Regions from separate parts of the Drosophila melanogaster genome. Here region 2 is linked to region 1. Evidence: chromatin contacts called from public targeted proximity ligation data. All regions are on one chromosome and are shown on one strand. The core of a region is the stretch at or near the end of the contact, and the rest is flanking DNA. Distances in the headings are between cores, read along the strand shown.

The links.
Region 2: a contact with region 1 is called in a targeted proximity ligation map of the Kc167 cell line, with 3 times the contacts expected there. A contact is called at or near these places in 1 of 107 Hi-C or Micro-C datasets (the D17-c3 cell line) and 2 of 7 datasets of targeted methods (both in the Kc167 cell line).

What each region holds. Positions count from the first base shown.
Region 1 is chr3R:14,085,578-14,091,590 of dm6, reverse strand. It overlaps Npc2b (Niemann-Pick type C-2b), which reads right to left and starts at 2,074. Exons shown (of 3, transcript NM_142074.4): 1 at 1,992-2,074; 2 at 190-293. The coding sequence starts at 274. foxo (forkhead box, sub-group O) reads right to left here. Exons shown (of 11, transcript NM_206483.3): 11 at 3,613-4,615.
Region 2 is chr3R:14,283,205-14,289,142 of dm6, reverse strand. trx (trithorax) reads left to right here and starts at 2,240. Exons shown (of 9, transcript NM_134282.2): 1 at 2,240-2,934. red (red Malpighian tubules) reads right to left here and starts at 72. Exons shown (of 5, transcript NM_142095.4): 1 at 1-72. It overlaps lncRNA:CR45596 (long non-coding RNA:CR45596), which reads right to left and starts at 914. Exons shown (of 1, transcript NR_125161.1): 1 at 478-914.

The DNA.
Region 1 (6,013 bases), core at 825-3,324:
TTAAAATGTTATTATTATTCATTTACGACAGAGCTTATCTTAAAAAAGATTAATCTCTAATTAAACATCTATTCACTTTCAAAGCTTCAAGTTAATTAAGGCAAGAGTGTGGCCTATTTTATTATAGTTCATCGACATTTTAATTGTGCTGTTTACTTTAAATTTTAAATTTATCTAGTTTTTACTTACATTTCGGGCACTGACTCACATCCGTGGACGACGTGAAGCCGATCAAAGCGGCGAAGATCACAAATAATCCTAAGCTCAGCTTCATTCTGATGATGTTGTTGTGGCTAATTGTAAGAAAAGTAAGACGAATTTAACGAGAGGTCGCTAATTGCTGGTCAACTAAATTCGAACCGGGCCGGCCGAGTTCAAGAGCTTTGGCCTGTTTGATAACACACTCGAGTGGTAATGGCCAAAAACCGGTTGCAGTTGGGCCAGTTGGAGCAAAAAAAAATAAAATACGAAAGATCGGCCTTGAATGCAAATCATCTCACGAAAATCACAAAACAACGTTAAGTCGGCAATTACAACTGGGACAGCACAAGGCGACTTTTGTACGAGATACAAATCTTAGCTTGCACTTGTAATGGATTTAATATTTATAAATAGAAGCACTTAATTTTGTTTTGACTACGAGAAGTTCTGTTTGCTCCCTTATTAGAGTCAATCATTCTGGAAAACCCCTCTAGATGTACGCCAATTTACCACTTTTCCTCGCAATTGCTGTCAATTTCAAGTGGTTAGCTTCCAGATTTTCCGCGCGTAGCTCTTGGAAGCTAGTACTTTAAGCTACGAACGACGATCAGCAACTGAGCCACCGATCTCATCGCATGCTCATTTTATATATATGTATAAAATCAACGCCGACTGCTGCTGAATCACGGGCCTAATTGAGTATCGCCCATTTTCTTCGCCTGTCCGGCGTGCTAAGCGCTTAATTACATTAAGAAATGAAGACTATTAACGTTTATAGGCCATATCCATTTACTGTTTACGCGTCAATGTTTTTATTTACCTCTAGACCTTAGAAGAAAAGTAAAACCTGTTATATACTCGCTGTAATGAGAGGTCTATTAACAGAACCTGAAGCGAAAGGAAAACTTGATTTTTATGAATCTAAACGAATGTGAACCATCTTTTGATTCCACATCATTACAATATTTTCTAAGAATAAATACTAGACACTTAGAGCCAGCAGTATAATCACTCATTTCTCACACAATTTCGACCTTAGATTTGACCATTTTTAGCCAGAGGCCAACAAAGGTGCGAATTGACTCTGCCTGCTTTAGGCCAAATGATCAAGTAACCGCGAAGTCTGGAGACCATAAAAAGTTTTGCAAATCATTTTTGTGTGGCTCAAACAAACAAGGGTGCTTAAAATGCAAATTGCATTCATATGAACACACACATATAGACAACCTGATGCCATATAACAAACGTATACTGTCTGAGATCGACTTGTGATATGATATCACACTCATTTAAGCCCTGTCAGTAGATCGCTAAACCGAAAATGTTGTCTCATTTGATATGCAAGGCACCTCACTTACGACTTGTGAGTAAACGCTTCAGTTTAGTTAAACTGTTTAAGAATTATCAACGCAATACCCTTTGTTCATGCTATCCAGGAAGTTGATGACTTGTTGAGTGTGACGCGCCCACTTTTAAGTTCATTTCAATTAGCATTTAGAAAGTCGAGCCAACGAAACCGAGAACACAACAAAACGAATTGAAATCAAAATCGAAATCCAGTACTTTACGGAAATGAGACTACACATATAAATAAGTATTGAGAGTTTAGAACACACAAGCAAATAAATGTTAATAGTTGCCTTTTGCTGAATGCAAATGATATAAAGGTGATCTTTTACAATAAAAACAGATTTGATAGGCAAAAAGTCACGTCTTTTTGAACTGATTTGTATTAATTTGTATGAAAATTATAAATGCGAATGGCAGATTAGATTTTAATCCTTTCTTACTTAAAACTTTTTTTTGTTTGATTTTGAATAAGTGTTTTAACGCGCAACTGCAACGTTTGGAGCTTGAAATGAAACTGACAGATATCGAAACCGAAAGCTGCGCTCAAATAGATAAAAAAATCCCACTGAACTGGCCGGTTTGTCTGGCCTGAAAAACTTTACACAATGCTGCAGAATTGAAAGTTTCCGGCCTTTTGTGGAGTAGGCATAGAGCTGTAGTGCTTCGGGCGGTCAACGTTCAATCAGTTGCTGCTCTCAGCTAAAATCGAGAGGAAAGTAAAGGAAACTCGTACTATTAGTTAGGAAATACTAACTGCGCTTTGCATCTTTGTTGACACTTCGCATACGGAACGAGCTGGAAGTGGTAAATATTGGGGAAGTGTCGATTCGTTTAACTCGGAAGTCAAAACTATAACGATTATTTCCTATTGAAAAATTACAATAATTTTGGTTTTGATGGTTCTTGCAAACATACAAACTCCTAAACAAATGTTAAAATACGTATTTGCTTTGTTTTCTATTATATAAAGTAATTTTTCAGTGCATTCAAATATGTTGCAGGTATTCACCGCTAGGTGGAGCTATTTTTCATTGACATGTTACATTCTTTATACGTCTTAAGTCCCGTCTACGTCGCTAGGTGTCGCCACGGAAAAAATTTGACATATAAAAATATTGTCTAAAAACTTAAGCGTGTAAGGGAAACAAATATAAAAAGTCTTTAAATTATAAGATATTAAATGCTAAGTTATTCTAAAAAAAGACATAGTGCCGAGCAAAAGAAAATTTATCTTTGATAACACTGCGATATTATAAATCATGCGTCACAATCGATACTGACACAGCAATTTCGATATGATGTCGAGGCTGTGGATTCGATTGGATTTGAATACTTTGCGGTTGTGGCTCATATTCAATATCCATGGGCTCAATTGGTGGATCATCATCATAATCATAAATCGTCATTACCCACATCCATGGGTTCTACAAGTTCAACTCGTAAAGGAGGAGATCGCTTGAGCCGTTTATTTGGGAGTAAGCTTTTGAGCTGGGTTCGCAGAGTTGATTTCGCCTTCATATTGAAGGGGAATAATATTGTGTGGGAGTGGAGCTTAAAACCGCTCAAATTAATTACTTGTAATATTTTTGCTTGTATAAAAGTTTTTATATTTGTATGCTAACGGAGCAACAACAATGATAAAGCTTTTATATATATGTGTATCTTTGTGGCTTGTATCAAGGGGCAAGGTCAACGATAGTCTCTTTATGATAGCGCGGGAGGGGACCCCAAAAATGCGCCTATTTAAGCGTCCTGCCGCAGAAAATGCACTTGAGAATTATAGTCACTTGCATTGGGTACTTTCAATGTATACGACTTGCTATCTCGGTCTTGAATTCTTCGTTCTTCCCATCCACATTCTTCTGCACTCGCGCCACATCCGGTCTAAGTAAGGAACTTTACGCGATGGAGTCTTCCTTTATTGTGGATCAACTGGATAAATCGTGGCTTTATTAGAAAGCTTAATTAACGGGCCAGAGGATGTGTGTTCGAATCCCGCAAAGGACCAGAATTTTTTCTTTCAACAGCCCGTATAAGCCCTGATTCAAAGATTAAGTTCTTAATTCTTATATTGAATCATCAGTTTATTCATCTTCACTCCGTTTTTGCATTTTAAATAGTATGAACTACATTTGAATTGTACAATCTAGTTAATAATTAACATTTAGCCCATAATAGTACACAATGATGCGCATTTATTTGCTTATTACTTTATGCTTTTAGTTCTGCTGGGTTTTTGAGTTTTGTGGCTATTCTGTTATAATTTTGTTTTTTTCTTTTGCCTATCAACATTTACATTTACTAATAATATATGAAATTAATTGTATTACACTCAAATCTTTGTTATAGGTCTACGATCTACATATGGATGTTGGCATAATTATGTAACAAAGGGTTTTATTTTTAAAGCCGAGCTGATTTGATGTGTGCTAACTAATCGGAGAATTTATTACGTATATCATTGCGAATCTTAAGCATAATTTTTACACAAGTTGTATTCTTCTTTAAGGGTTTTCTTTGCTCTTTATAGAAAAAAATATACAATTACAATTAGACCTTCAATTAAATACATTAATTAAGCATTAATTATTACATAATTGTGCTAATTTCTTATGTTTTTCATTTATATTTTCTGTTGCCATTTTCTTGTTTCTATTTTCCTCGATGACTGCTGGCTAGCAAATATTTTTCCATTTAGTTGTCGAACATTTAGTTTACGTTTTACGCTGTTTCTTGTTGTTTATTATCATTAGAAGTATTATTATTATTTGTGGGTTTCATTACGTCAAGGTTATTAAAATTAATATGTACAAAGTTGAACCTAATAACTAAACCGTGTTTTCAATTCAATTCAAATTTCCCTTCATTGGTGGCCAAAGATGTTTTCTCAGCTCTCTGCCACTCAGAGAATTTCACAAATTGTAGCATCTAATTATTGGTGATTAATTGGTATTATTTGTATGCTTCGTTTCTATGTGTAATGCATAACTATATAATTGTAGTTATATATCTATGTATATGTATTGTATGTATGTATGTTAGATTAGAAGCGACCAGATTTATCCTGAAACGAGACAAGAAACGGCAAAAGTTTAGTAAGTCATTTTATAATATGAAATGTGGCAGTAAGCATCCCCATCTCGTGCACATCAGCCCCAGATCAACACTTCATGAAAGGACAATCAGCTTGTTTCGAAATTGACCAAGACAAGCCTCCCACCCAAGTGGCTAATTTATGCAGGGATTTTTTTTTCGGGGATCTAATATCATTTGACACTTGACAGAAATATTCATAAGCTGGCTGATGAGGGGGAGATAGAGCACTCGACACTTGCCCCTTCGAATTGCGAATCTGGCAATTTTTATGCAAATTTCCACAAAGGACAAACTACAAACGGCCAGAATTATGCCATAAAAACGATGGCGCTAAACATTTAAAATAAGATCTTAGCCTCCGCAGCAGAGCCCCCGCAATAAATTCTCTCTTTTGCTGGCAAATTGTTGGCGTTGGAAGGAAACATAAAAATCAAAGCTTCTCGCTTATCGCTGACAATTTTATTAGTTACAGCTTTAAATTATATTGTGTATGTAGATCACGCGCAGTTTTTATGGCCTGCAATTGAATTTTATGCGACACCCCGAGGACCAGAAATTTGCGCGAAGGGAGTGTGAAGCCTACTTATGAGCGCTTTATGGCCGCCACTCCTTGGAGGCATTAAAATTTTTTGTGTGTGTGTCTGTGGCTGAGTGTGTGATTGACTGACTGACTGACTGTATGCCAAGGCCTGTGATTAGATGTGCCACACCGCCGCATCCCGCGGCATATTTACAATGCCTTTCACGGACGGATTGGCAGGACGGACGGAAAGCCACCAGGTGTCCTTGTCGCCTTTGCCCTTTTCCGGTTACTCCGACCATTTCTTCCGGCTGTCTTGCAGTTTATTACAAAACGCGCTGCCTGTTTGCTTTATAACTTACACGGAAAGAATAAGCTACAATAAGCTAAAATTTTTCATAGAAAATCATAGTGTATTCATTTTGAAATTTTACTTTTTTGTTGGAGCAGCTTAAAGTAAAGTAAAGTATTCTTTTATCAAACAAATTTTGAAACGTTTGAATGAAGAACTAACTAACTAATATCAAATAACATTATAGTCAACATTTGGTTGCACAATTTGTCTCTCTGTGCACCGTAAGTTGACTGAGTTTGTGGGTGCTGCTGAAGGAGTGCTAGCTCCTGTCACGTCATTATCCTTTGTCCATGCAACAAGTGTTTAAATCGCTCGCAGAGCTTTATTTGTTTGAGCGTGCGTGCCAGTGTGTGTGTGTGTGTCCTTAAGGACCTTAAGCAGCTTGTACACAAGCCCTTTTCGCTCGCTTCCTGGCAATTGTTTTCCCTTCTCTGGGTCGGGGTGAAAAGCCATGGAAAGCGACCTCCGCATCGTGTTGAGTTAAGTGAGTG
Region 2 (5,938 bases), core at 991-3,490, 200 kb before region 1:
GAAGAATGGCATTATCGCGCACTGGAAGTGCACACAAATACTCATTCGATTCGTGGATGTTGGTTTACTGCCTCCACTGCTTCCACTGCTCACTTCTCCAACCTGGAATTACTTTTCCAAGTACTCACCATAGGGGCCATACGAATTCGTTAGATGATTGTGCCTAATTCGAGTGATAATGGTGATAGCAAACACGTTGGACTAGCCAGCAGGGAAAGAGAATATTACAGGCACAGTGGTTGCATGGTGTGATGAACCATCCGAGTTTTACTTTACTTAATTTACTTTCCCACTTCAGATCACTCATACGCAGTGGTGTCCCTTACAAAAACCATGTTTTAACTGGATGTTGATTTTATTAGATTAAATTGATTAAATTAAGTTTATTAGATTTCATGACAATAGCTTGCATTTAATAATCTAAACTAAAATATTATATAGATGGCACACACTGTACGCAAATAATCGTATGTATGTAAGTATGTACCCGCAAACTTGTGATAATCATTTAAGCAGCTCTCTCTGTTTTTCTGGCACTCATCTTGATTATTAAATGATAACTGGATGACGGCGACAGGTGCACAAGTACAATGATTATCAAGCTCCTCGCGTTTTCTATTAGGTTTTATTGTTTTTTTTTTCCCGAGTTCGTCATAGGATTAATTAGCATGCATGATAAGCCCACGATCTGTGGAGGAATCCCTTTTTCAGCGATGAGCTGGAAATTTTCCAACCAACGCGGACGTCATCGTTTGCATTGCAGATTGCGGTAAAAGTTGAAGAACTATTTTTGGAAATCCGGTGATAGTGGCTATACGCCCGCTGCTTCTGCTGCTGCTGTCAAAACAAGACTTTCATTATGATTAGGCCAACGAATTCGTGTTGTTTGCGGCCCAGATAAGCGCCGAATGACTGTCACAGTACAAGGTAATCCATGTTAGATATACATATATTGTTATCGATACCCCTTATCACTGCGCACCTAAACGGACCGACTAACCATGAGGTGCGGAATGCGTCAGCTGCCAAAAACAAAGCTCGATCTGCCCGTGTTGCCAATAGCTGATAGTCCAAGTTACAAGGAGTTGATCAATTTGTTTATGTTTTCGTGTTTAATAGAAGGAATGCCAGGGAAATTGATTTAGTACCTATTATTAGCATTCATTTGAATTATTTCATTTACTAGCAATAATGGTTGTTATGATTATAGTTTCATTATTATTACTTTTTTTATTTTATTATATTATTTTGATAATATTTAGTTATTTATTATTTTTATTTACATAAGTAATTACTAAATTCAGGCCACAACTATTAACACGTCCTTCTTGGTGAACTTTCTATACTAATAAGGTTAATTGCAATGCCTTTTTGTGAGATAACATCTTCTGAATGTGGGTTACCATTTTTTGTCACTGAACAAGAAATTTACAGGCGCTCAGTGATTCAATTTCCTGCGAATTTTTTGTTCACTTCGGTGAAACGTCGTCGAAATGACGTCGATTTAAGCCACCGAATTACCGCCCTACGCTTCTCGCCCGGCAACAGTTGGATTTACATTGTGAATCAAATATGTGCTAATTGAGCGGACACGTTCGATTCGTTGACCAAAATCTATTTGTTTACATCGCGCCTTGCGAATGCATAAAGCCTTTGGGTGTCTTCCCAAAAAATTGGTTAATAACTTTGGCAAAGAACCAAATGCGAAGTGGACGCAGCTGACAAGTTGTTTATGTGTGTCCGCACATTATGGCTTCATTATGAAATCGCAACTAATCCGAACTTCATATACTGGCATAATGGAATTGCCAATGAGGTGATTGATATTTGCCACTTAGAATGTGGACTAGGAAAATCTCCTGTTTTTTAAATTGTTTACCGAAGCGGTTTCTTTTCTTTCCTTCTTTCCCAATAAGATACCGAAGGGTACTTAAAAATTATATTGAACGGAAAGTGTGATAATATTGGATATTCAAAAATTCAAGGTTAATGTGTTTTGTACACTCCATTCTAAACATTTTAATTACCACAAATTAAACAAATTAGCAGTTACACCGAAAGTGGTTTTAAATTTTGAAAAATACTGTTTTGTAGCAATACGCTTTTGTCTTTGAACTAGCAGAGACACATTCCGTATTTAACCAAGACACACACCCCGCAGAGCAGAGACACCCTACTAAAATATCGGTGTGACCAGGTCTGCACACACATGAATTTATTTGTAAGTCTCACAGTATTTTTTATAGTTATCGGCGCGGTCACACTGTCCGGTCGTTTTGCTTTGCTATTTCCATTTCGCTCGTCGAAAAAACGCAGAAAATGTGGAAAATAATTGATAAACTGTGCTAAATAGTGTGTGTGAATATGGTATGCAGTGTCTGCCAATGAAATTACATCGAATTTGTGGCGTTCAATTGTTAAAAAAGTGTGAAAATCGAGAGCAGAAAACCTGATTTCTGTGAAGAAGAAGCAGGCATTTTTCATCGTCGTAAAACCCATACATACAGACACCCGCACACACACACACGCGCATACGTAGCAACATATGTATATACGAAACGCGCGGGCGCGAGAGAGAGAACGAAATAGCAAGAGAGCGGGCCATTTCGGTTCGTGTGTGCGTGTACCTGTGCGTTTGTTTTGTGAGCGCAGAGCGACAGAGTGAGAGAGCGGCGAATGTGAGAGCCAAAGCAAAAACCAAGAAATAAGTGAACGAAAATAAAAACGAAAATCGCAATCTCCACCCCTGTATTTTGTGTTTACTAGTGTTTTGAGTGCGTGTGTTTCTGTCCCGTTTTGTTGTGAAATTGTCCCAAGTGTGGATTATTTTCGTTTTCGTATTATATTCGTGCACCAAGGATGCCAAATGGTAACAACAACCCCTGAAACGGTATCGAATCTCAATCTGCATCTGGATACACGCTCGACAGCAAGGTAATTATAAGATCGCCGCGATAAAAGGCGTCGCCGGCTGCCGATGAGTCAGTCTGCCGTGAATATATATCAATGGATATTTGCGCACATATATAAGCATGCCAGATATTGATTTGGAATGCACCCGGAGATACTGTACACCATTGCACACCACATCACATTATCATATCCCATCCCGTCGATTTCATATTCATAAAGTCCCCACTAACCTTTGTAGACCTCTAGTCAGTAGTTTAGATTGTTGTTTTTAGCTAGAAAGAATAGGAAAGTGTCGTTCAATTATTCACTCGATAATGCAAATTAGGCTGCACAACAAATACTGTTAGTTTATGGCCCACGCTGCGATTTATGTCTACAGTGGGACCTCGTTGAGTGCGACTAGCAGCAGATGGTAGCATTTTTGATTTAGTTTTGTTCTATTTTGTAGTACTAGTAAGCAAGTCTTGTTTCTGGAAAACCTGTTGATTTAATAACAACTTTCTTAACAACGAATTCATTAGTTAATATTTTTATTTTAATCTAATACTAACAGTTTAAAGAGGAGGCGAAATATTTTTTGCTTAAAATAAGTACATCTATTATCATATAATCATATGACTCCTGAAGTTAATCCATCAAATATTTCATTCTTATAAGAAACAATATTATTCGTTTTCTGTTAGCCAGGGGGATTTTACTGCAAGTTTCCATCTACGACGTTTTCCATTATTTACCACCCGTAAAACGAACGGTAAATGACAGTCGCTAACACACCCACACACACAGCGGCGAGCTATAATAAAGCATCGCCGATAAATAAAACTTAATGTGTGACCAGTTAATTGCTTTTGTTGTCGCCTCATTCTAAATCAAATCACTCTCTCGCTCTCACCGTCTCTTTCTCTCTCTCTCTCTCTCTCTATTGGGCTCACATGGCCAAAGTGTTTGTATAACTAAAATTGCTGTTTGTTTTGTTGCTGGCGCTGTTGAAACTTTTAATAAATTATACAATAAAATGAAAAACGATCTCAGCAGCAGCAGGAGCTAAATCGATTGCCGCTGCCGTTCGCTGCCTAGAAGCTGTTGAATAATTACAAAATAAATATATGTACTTGTACATTGGCTGTTTGAGTATTTGTTGACGCCATTTTTTTATTTGCCATCAAAAAGGCAAATTCCAAATCGGCTAGTGTCGATGCCTGTGTGTTTGTGTGTGGGAAACTACGCGCCAAACAACATTGAGGCGCAAAATCGCCAAATGAGTAATTGCGCATATTAAAATTCGCCTTTCAAAAGTCGACCAACTGAGCCGTAAGCTAATGCGAGATCTTGAATGGGAATGAATATGCGATGCGGGCCAACCGATGCTCATCCGAATGCATTTTCACGCTCCACTGCGTCCGCATCTCGTCGATCACGCCTCACAGAATCATTGCACATTTGAATTCGGATGGGTCTACTCACAAATACAAATTTTAAGATCATTTGATGGGACATTTTCAACGGGTTTAAATTAAAATATCCTTGTTTACATAATTCCTATTGTAAAATCGAAAAAAGTCATTTGTTTATTTGTTCTTCTTCTCCAAGATAATCTATTTTCTAAAACATGAGCACTACAATGCTTCGCTTAGCGAGCGATCACTGTAGGTGTGATTTCTATTTGCTTCGGTGGCCGAATTATTAGTTTGCATTGTTGCTACCAGCTAGCTGTATTTACACCTTTATTTACAGTGCGTTTTGAGAGGCTGCAGCTGCCAGCTGAGTTGAATTTATTTTACCTTGTGTTTCGTTACCTTTTACCACCACCACCAACACACAGCATAAACACCACGAAACCAGATGCCCACACACGCAAACAAACATTCGCGTACAAGTATTTAGTTCATGTTTCGTGGCAAATTGGACATCAAAATTGCGAGCTGCCAAGTCGGCTCTCAATATTCAATGCCCAATGCTCATGGCCCACAGAGATACAGATATCCATCCGACCATCTCTATCCATCCATCCCAACACCAATCCATGCGGCACCCACACCACGACACCTTTCGCACATTTATTGGCGCGCACATTTTTCATGTTTCACCTTTGGCTGCGTGTTTTGATTTACAAGCAAATACGGTGTATGTGTGTGTGCACAAGCATACAAACATACACTCCCCCGCGTGTGCTCTCTGCCGCTCTTTTTGTTTTTGGGGAATGGGGCTCACGCTCATTTGTTGATTCCACCTCTACAGCTGCTTTCTCTGGGCTCTCTCATTGTTGTACTGAGAAAAATTTTGCGGTTAATGTTGCCAATTATTGATCAAATAATTATGTATTAATTCAAAGAATATTTAATAAGTGGAGTAGGAAAAGTTATGGAGTGACTGTGGGGCTTAAAATTCATTTAATTTACCTCCCATTTACGATCATTTTTTTCAGTGATCATTTATAAACGACATTTTGGAATAATTTCATACAAATTTACATATTTTATGTGCGAGGTTGACTTCGATTTTTTCCAACTTGTCAATCGAGTTTGTGCAGCAGTGTGTGTGTGGCATGCAGATAGTTGTCTATTTGGTAGCTGTTTGTGTTGTATGTAAGTTGTTGTGATTGTCGTGCTCGTGTTTATGGCTTTAATCGTTTGCCAGTCGATTCGTTACCTGACTCTCTCTCCCTCTCTTTGACCGGGCCCCCTCCCACCAGTCTCCTTCTCCCTCCCACTCATTTGCCATCTCTGTCTGCTCTCGTGTGCTTGACTTTAATCTTCTCAATTACTCGCAATTTGCAAGTCTTGTGCTCGCCCCTCTTTGGCGGTTATTGGCATGCAGTGCGACAGAGACGGGGCTATGTGTACTGGGGTTTACTGGTACACAACAAAAAACGTATAATTAGATGTCAATTTTAATCAATTAAGCAATTTACGAGCAAGTTTTCATATCACTTCGCAGCTCAGACGAACATACTTATCATTGTGAAATAAAGTGGCATTATTTCGACATGCTGTCATCCGATTGATTTGATATGGGATTTGTTTTT